2 separate regions of the Gossypium hirsutum genome follow, and region 1 is linked to region 2. Evidence: chromatin contacts called from public Hi-C data. All regions are on one chromosome and are shown on one strand. Each heading gives the region's core, a stretch centred on a gene start, on an enhancer-like site or on the middle of the called end of the contact. The rest is flanking DNA. Distances are from core to core; before and after follow the strand shown. Region 1 holds the start of LOC121215303 (tRNA-dihydrouridine(20) synthase [NAD(P)+]-like). Region 2 has its middle 6.5 kb from the start of LOC107950507.

Evidence for each region. Hi-C and Micro-C count contacts between places; a contact is called where the count stands out from the background.
Region 1: a Hi-C map of leaf shows a contact between it and region 2, with 2.1 times the contacts expected there. The contact joins the promoter of LOC121215303 here to the enhancer-like site in region 2. A contact is called at or near these places in 2 of 34 Hi-C or Micro-C datasets (both in leaf).

What each region holds. Positions count from the first base shown.
Region 1 is chrD03:3,757,189-3,760,255 of Gossypium_hirsutum_v2.1, forward strand. It overlaps LOC121215303 (tRNA-dihydrouridine(20) synthase [NAD(P)+]-like), which reads left to right and starts at 1,633. Exons shown (of 9, transcript XM_041089632.1): 1 at 1,633-1,792; 2 at 1,901-2,006; 3 at 2,323-2,461. The coding sequence starts at 1,748.
Region 2 is chrD03:3,625,722-3,628,689 of Gossypium_hirsutum_v2.1, forward strand. No RefSeq gene overlaps it. Among protein-coding and RNA genes, the nearest start is that of LOC107950507, 6.5 kb to the right of the region's middle. Within about 2 kb of position 1,705, at least 3 of the 9 cell types and tissues checked have an H3K27ac peak or open chromatin away from gene starts, as enhancers often do. A contact at or near this core is called in leaf, where this site is marked.

The sequences.
Region 1 (3,067 bases), core at 383-2,882, 130 kb after region 2:
GACCGAATTAAAAGAATAGCAAACCGGATTGAATTATGATGGATGGTTTAAAAATTTTCAAAAATTTTGATTGAACCGAACCGATTTCATATAGAGGTGTTAACATAATTCATGCATTGCTCAAGCCTATTCTAGTCCAAAATATGAACCTAAATTTTGTCAAAAATGACTTAATTTATTTACAAATGACTAATCCATACTTATTTTAATTTTCTAAATTATGTTTTTTAATTTAGAATTTTAAATATAAACCACTTAACAAGCATTTTTTAATTTACATTATAATATTATATATATAAATTTTATGGGAAAAAAATCACTAAAATAATATATTGCAATATTTGGAAAGAGTTAGATTAGACTAAAGCTCCGTTTGTTTTACTGACAATTACTTACGGGAAATATTTTCTATATTCTCTTGTGTTTGTTTCATAGAAAACAGATTGGTTAACGGAAAATGACTTATAGATCAACATTTTTTCACTTACCCTTTTGAAAAGCGTAAGTCATTTTCCGGAAAAGAGATCCTCTATGAGTAATTTTATTTTGATATAAAAATTAACTTAAATAAAGTTTAATATTATTATATTGATAATAAAGTTTATTTTTATTTTTAAAAATATTTAAAATATTATAATTTTTAATATTACTAAACATACGTATTTAATGGTTTATATTTAATTATATAATAAATTATTAATATAATTTAATATTTTAATAAATTATTTAATATTTAAATTTTATTTTAATAATAAATTTTAAAAAATAATTTTAAATAATATTCTTCACATATTATTGAAAATATTTAATTTTAATATTTTAATAATAAATATTTATTAAAATTATAAATATATTGATAATAAATGTTTTGTAGTATAAATGTTAAAATATGCCATAAGTCCATGTACTCGTTAAAAATTTAGAATTTAATCCCTATACTTTTATTTTCAAGAATTTATTCTCTCTACTTTTTAGATTTGATAATCAAGTTCAATTGTTAACATTGTTAAAATTTTATTGTCAATTTTGTTGATTTCACATTTTTAAATAAAAATACCCACTTGTTAGTCATGTAACTAAAAAATGATGTTGTAATGGATCTGAATTTAACAAAATATTTTTAGTATATGCAAAAATAATATAAAATATAAATTTATAGATATAAAATAAACTCAATTAAGCAATAAAAAATAAGAAAATCTCAAATGCATGTTTGTTTCATTGAAAATAATTTTTATGAAATATTTTCAGTAAATTTATCAAACAAAAGAAAATATTTTACACAGATTCATTCAAACACTAAAAAATATTAGCTTTTTCCAAAAAAAGTAAATCAATTTTAAAAAATATTTTTTAAAAATTATTTTCAGTGAAATAAACGAAGCTTAAGCTCGACCTTAAATATTGAAAATCAAATCTGACCTATATTTTAAATCAACTTAAAATTTTTTGTCCAAATCAAATTCGAGCAACTTGAACGGGCAAAATCGGGCCGTGAAGAATTCTATTTATAAATTAGATTTTTTTTAGATTTCAAATTAGTGTCATCATTAATGGGCTCAGAACTTGAGATTTAGAGTTAGGGTTTTAGGCCTTACTTCTTGGTGAAGCCCAATTCTTAAAAAAAGTAAGTTGATTCTGTTGCCAGGCGCCGGATTTCGCCGTTTAAAGTCGTTCCACACAATTTTTGCGTGCGTTTTTGTTGCTACTGTTGCTCGTATCTGCCGTCAACTCCGAAGCAGCAACAATGGAGTACGAGAACAAGCTCGTTCTCGCTCCCATGGTTCGAGTTGTAAGTAAATTGAACTCCCGTTACCAAATTCTCACTTTCTTAATCAGTTCATCTCTTCGTTTTGAAATTTCGTTTTGTAATTGGACTTCTTTTTCTTGGTTGATCCAGGGAACGCTGCCATTTAGATTACTAGCGGCTGATTACGGTGCAGATATTACATACGCTGAGGAAATTATTGATCACAAGATTATCAAATGTGAGCGCATAGTTAATGGTACGTTACACTTGTTTTTCTTCTTTTCTGAACTTACTGAATAATTCCGTTAATGCAACAAATTTTAGGACTATTCTTCTTCTTTTTGCCTTAATAAGGTTAGCTTTAATCTCATGGCCATGCACATGCTTTTAGCTTTTCGAAATAATTGGAATATCAATTCATAAAAGACTTTATTTTTTCAATGAAAGTGAGACAGAGGATTGGAAAGAGGATAGCACCGTCTTTTAATGTTTTGCCGTTTGTTTCTCTCGGATGATTGAAATTGATTTGATTTAGTCATATTTGTTTCTTTTTCCATTATTGTTTTTTGCAGATTATATCAGATCAACTGATTTTGTTGAGAAGGGAACGGATAATGTTGTCTTTAGAACCTGTAATGAAGAGAAGGGTCGGGTTGTATTTCAAATGGGCACTTCTGATGCTGTGAGGGCTCTAAAGGCTGCTCAATTAGTGTAAATTTTATACCAGTTTGGCATTCTTTTTTCTTCTTGTCATGCAGTTGCAATGATGCTCATGAACTGCCCCCCCTCCCTCTTTTGTTTGCACCATCCTTTTATGCGTGTCATTTTTATTCTAGATGAGTACTATTAATTACGTAATGATAATCTAGAAAATGATCCTTTTATTGTGTTACATTCTCAAGTGTTATCATCAAATGACTTTCTTTCTTGTCTCTTATGGAAAACTCTAGTTTAGAATTCTCTTCGGCATACAGAAGATGGCTTGAGCTGTAGGCTATTGGAATCCACAAAGGTTTTTTATCAAGCCATAACTATACTGATAATGGTTAAATTTGGAATCCACCCGCATTTGCAACTGAATCAGTTTTATGATAAACTAATCCTTTATCCATGGAGCCTAGGGCTGGTTAATTTGCTTTTTGTTCTTCAATGTTAGTTATGCTCCTGATAACTCCGGTTTATCATGACAATAGATGATTGATTTATTAAATGCATAATTCATGTTAAGGGGTGTCTTTATTTTTTCCAAAAATTTAAGTGATTATGATAATTTGATCATTGCTCCATTCCAACTACTTGTCTAACAAGTATATGATT
Region 2 (2,968 bases), core at 455-2,954:
CCTATTCACATTTGTGAAATTTCCTTTTCAAATGGGATAAAACAACATATAATCCCTGAACTTCACAACTCTCTTAATTTAGTTCCTAAACTTGACAATCTTTTTCAATATTAATCAACGTGATAATGTGACACAAAAAAGTAAATTCTTAATACAGTACAATCACATAATGCCATGTTACAATATATATCAAAAGTGAGAAAAATAGTCAATGACCAAAATCATTTGCCAATGCAAGCTTCATTAATTTGAAAAGAAGTGGGAAAAGTAAGACTTTAATCCAAGTTTATACATACCACTAATTATGAATAAAGGGTATCTGACATTTTGGTTTATTTTTTGATCTTCTGTCTAAAGTTTCTCTTACCCAATGGAAGTCAAAACCCAAAAGCTGCATGTCCATTGACTGTTACTTATAACTTGTATACATTAGAGTCATTTAATGATAATAATTATAATAATTAATTGCTTGGTCATCATCAAGAATCTCTGCTTTTAACAAAGGTTTTTGCAGTCCTTTTCAGTTAAAAACTGAGTTTTTTTTGGGATATTTAGCTTGATTAATCACTACTTTTTAGTGTAGATTTAGTCTTTTAAGTTTGAATGTATTTAAATTATTAGTTTAATCATAATTTGTAATAATTAAGTTCGATGAGAGTTATTTGAAAGGTTATTATTTGTATGCGATTTTAAGGGGTAGATAGTAATTTTGGCCTCTTAAAATAGAAAAATTATTTTTAAATCTCTTGAAAAATCATAAAATTATAAATTAATATAATAGAAAATTACCTTTTAGCCTCCCCAAATTCATAATTCAATTTTGCTTTCTAAATTTTTGAGTAAATATACATTTTGATACTTAAATTTGATTCTGGGGTTTAAAATTATATCTAAAGTTTTTTTTTGTTTAATTAGATACTTGTACTTGTACTTGGCTTATCGGTCCAAATTAGTACTTAGTTGTTTGAACTATTTTGACATATTAAGACAAGTTTAGATGTTAATTTAAATCAAAAAACAAATTTAAATACTTAAATGGAACAAAATAAACTTGAAGTACCAAATTGAATATTAATGTGTGCCTTCATACAAAAACCAAATACAATGAAAAGATTCCATTTGTGTCTGATGGAAGAAGCTTAACTCAAAAAATTATTTGATTAGCAGTTTATGTCTCATTGTCACAAGAGATTTTTTCTTCCTAACAAATAGTTGCTAATTGTAATAATAAGTGATGAAATGGACAAGACATGAGATCTCAGATATTTCTACTTATTACAAGACTATAGCCCCTTGATAACATGCAACTGTTTTGAAAAGGTTGTTTTGGTGTCGATCTTTAAATTTTTTTTACTATTAAATATTGATTTTTTTAAAAATTTTAATTATCCCTTTAAAACTCAATGTCACATTCCGCCATTGATGTAAAATGATGTAATTGAGAGAACTTTGGGATCTAAGAAGACAGGTACGAACTTTGATTCTCAGAATGACAGAATTGTAAATTTAGTTTTCTTTTAAAATCATAAAATTACTTATTAATATAAAAATAAAATTGCGTTTTCATTTTTCTGATTTCACCTCTACTCGTATTTTGTATGTAGAAAAATAGAAAAATGAAGACAGGTAAGGGTGGTCCATACATGACTCCATAGACAACTTGGAGGGACACATTAATAGGGGGACCATGGGCCAGTGAGAGGGCATGTCTTATCCACTTGCAGTATTACCCCAACACGAAGCCTGTGGGCTTACAAAGGAGCATTCTGACCTAAATACTGTGAAAACATGTGCTTCAAAATTGAATTGGAAAACCACTAAAGATAGTGCAAAATAAACAGGTTTTTTTAGGGGGTTCATAATTTCAGGTTTATTAAGAGATTCACTTTTTTTGTTTTTGAATGCACTAATGTTGTTTACTGGGTTTTGTCTCTGCTGTTTCTGGAACAGTTGGGGCGGGGGGGGGGGGACTATTGCATTAATGTTGTAAGAAGTTGACAAAAGACAAGACAAAGGTTGTTTTTGCAGGCTTTGATGTCTTTTTTTTTTTACCATGTAGGCATTGTTTGGAATTATCTCTTTGCCTGGTTGCTCTTGACAGGGTATTTGTTTGCAATGGTTTGTTTTTTTTTAAACATTCAGACAACTTCACTTCAAAAAGCAAGAAAGAAACTGATAATGATTTCTCTTGATCTGGTTTTTCAGCTATGTTTGCCTGTTTTTTTCCTTACAAGATCTCAATCTTTCATACATTCTTTACATTCCATTTATGATAATCAGACATTAGGGCATGAAATGTTATAGGTATTGAGTATGAGATTGAAGTTTCAAAGCTCCATGTTTAAAGCTATTGGAGCTGGAAACCAATGCCATAAAAATCCTTTACTCACTTTGTTTTAAGGAAATCATACGTGGTTGACATAAGTTATGTTACTTAAAAATATGTATACTATTTATCTTTTAACTAACTCAATTGGTTTTAATCAAGGTAGTCAGTACTGTATCGATAGATGTATTGTTTTTGTCTTGGTACTGATCCCGGCATGTTTTGGTGTACCGTTTCAGGTTTATCAATGCTTTTATATATTATATATATATTCTTATTTTTAGTTTCTTGATAAATTATATATTATTTTGATAAAAAATAAATTATACGTTATACATACATGCATGCAGATATATCTCAATTACATCCATATAAATATATTTATATGTAAATATAAAATATAAAATTATTAATTAGGTTCAATAATTCAATTTAGTAGCTTTTAATTTTAAATATAATTATAGAAAAATTAAAATGATTAAATATCAATTTTTTGTATCAGTATGCACCGGTATTGACCGAAACGGGCTGAAACGCATCGAAATGGCCGAAGCACATCGAAATTTTGACCAGAACAAAACATAGACTATTTAGTACCAGTTTTGGACTAGAACGATATGTACCAACCGATGCAACTAGTAT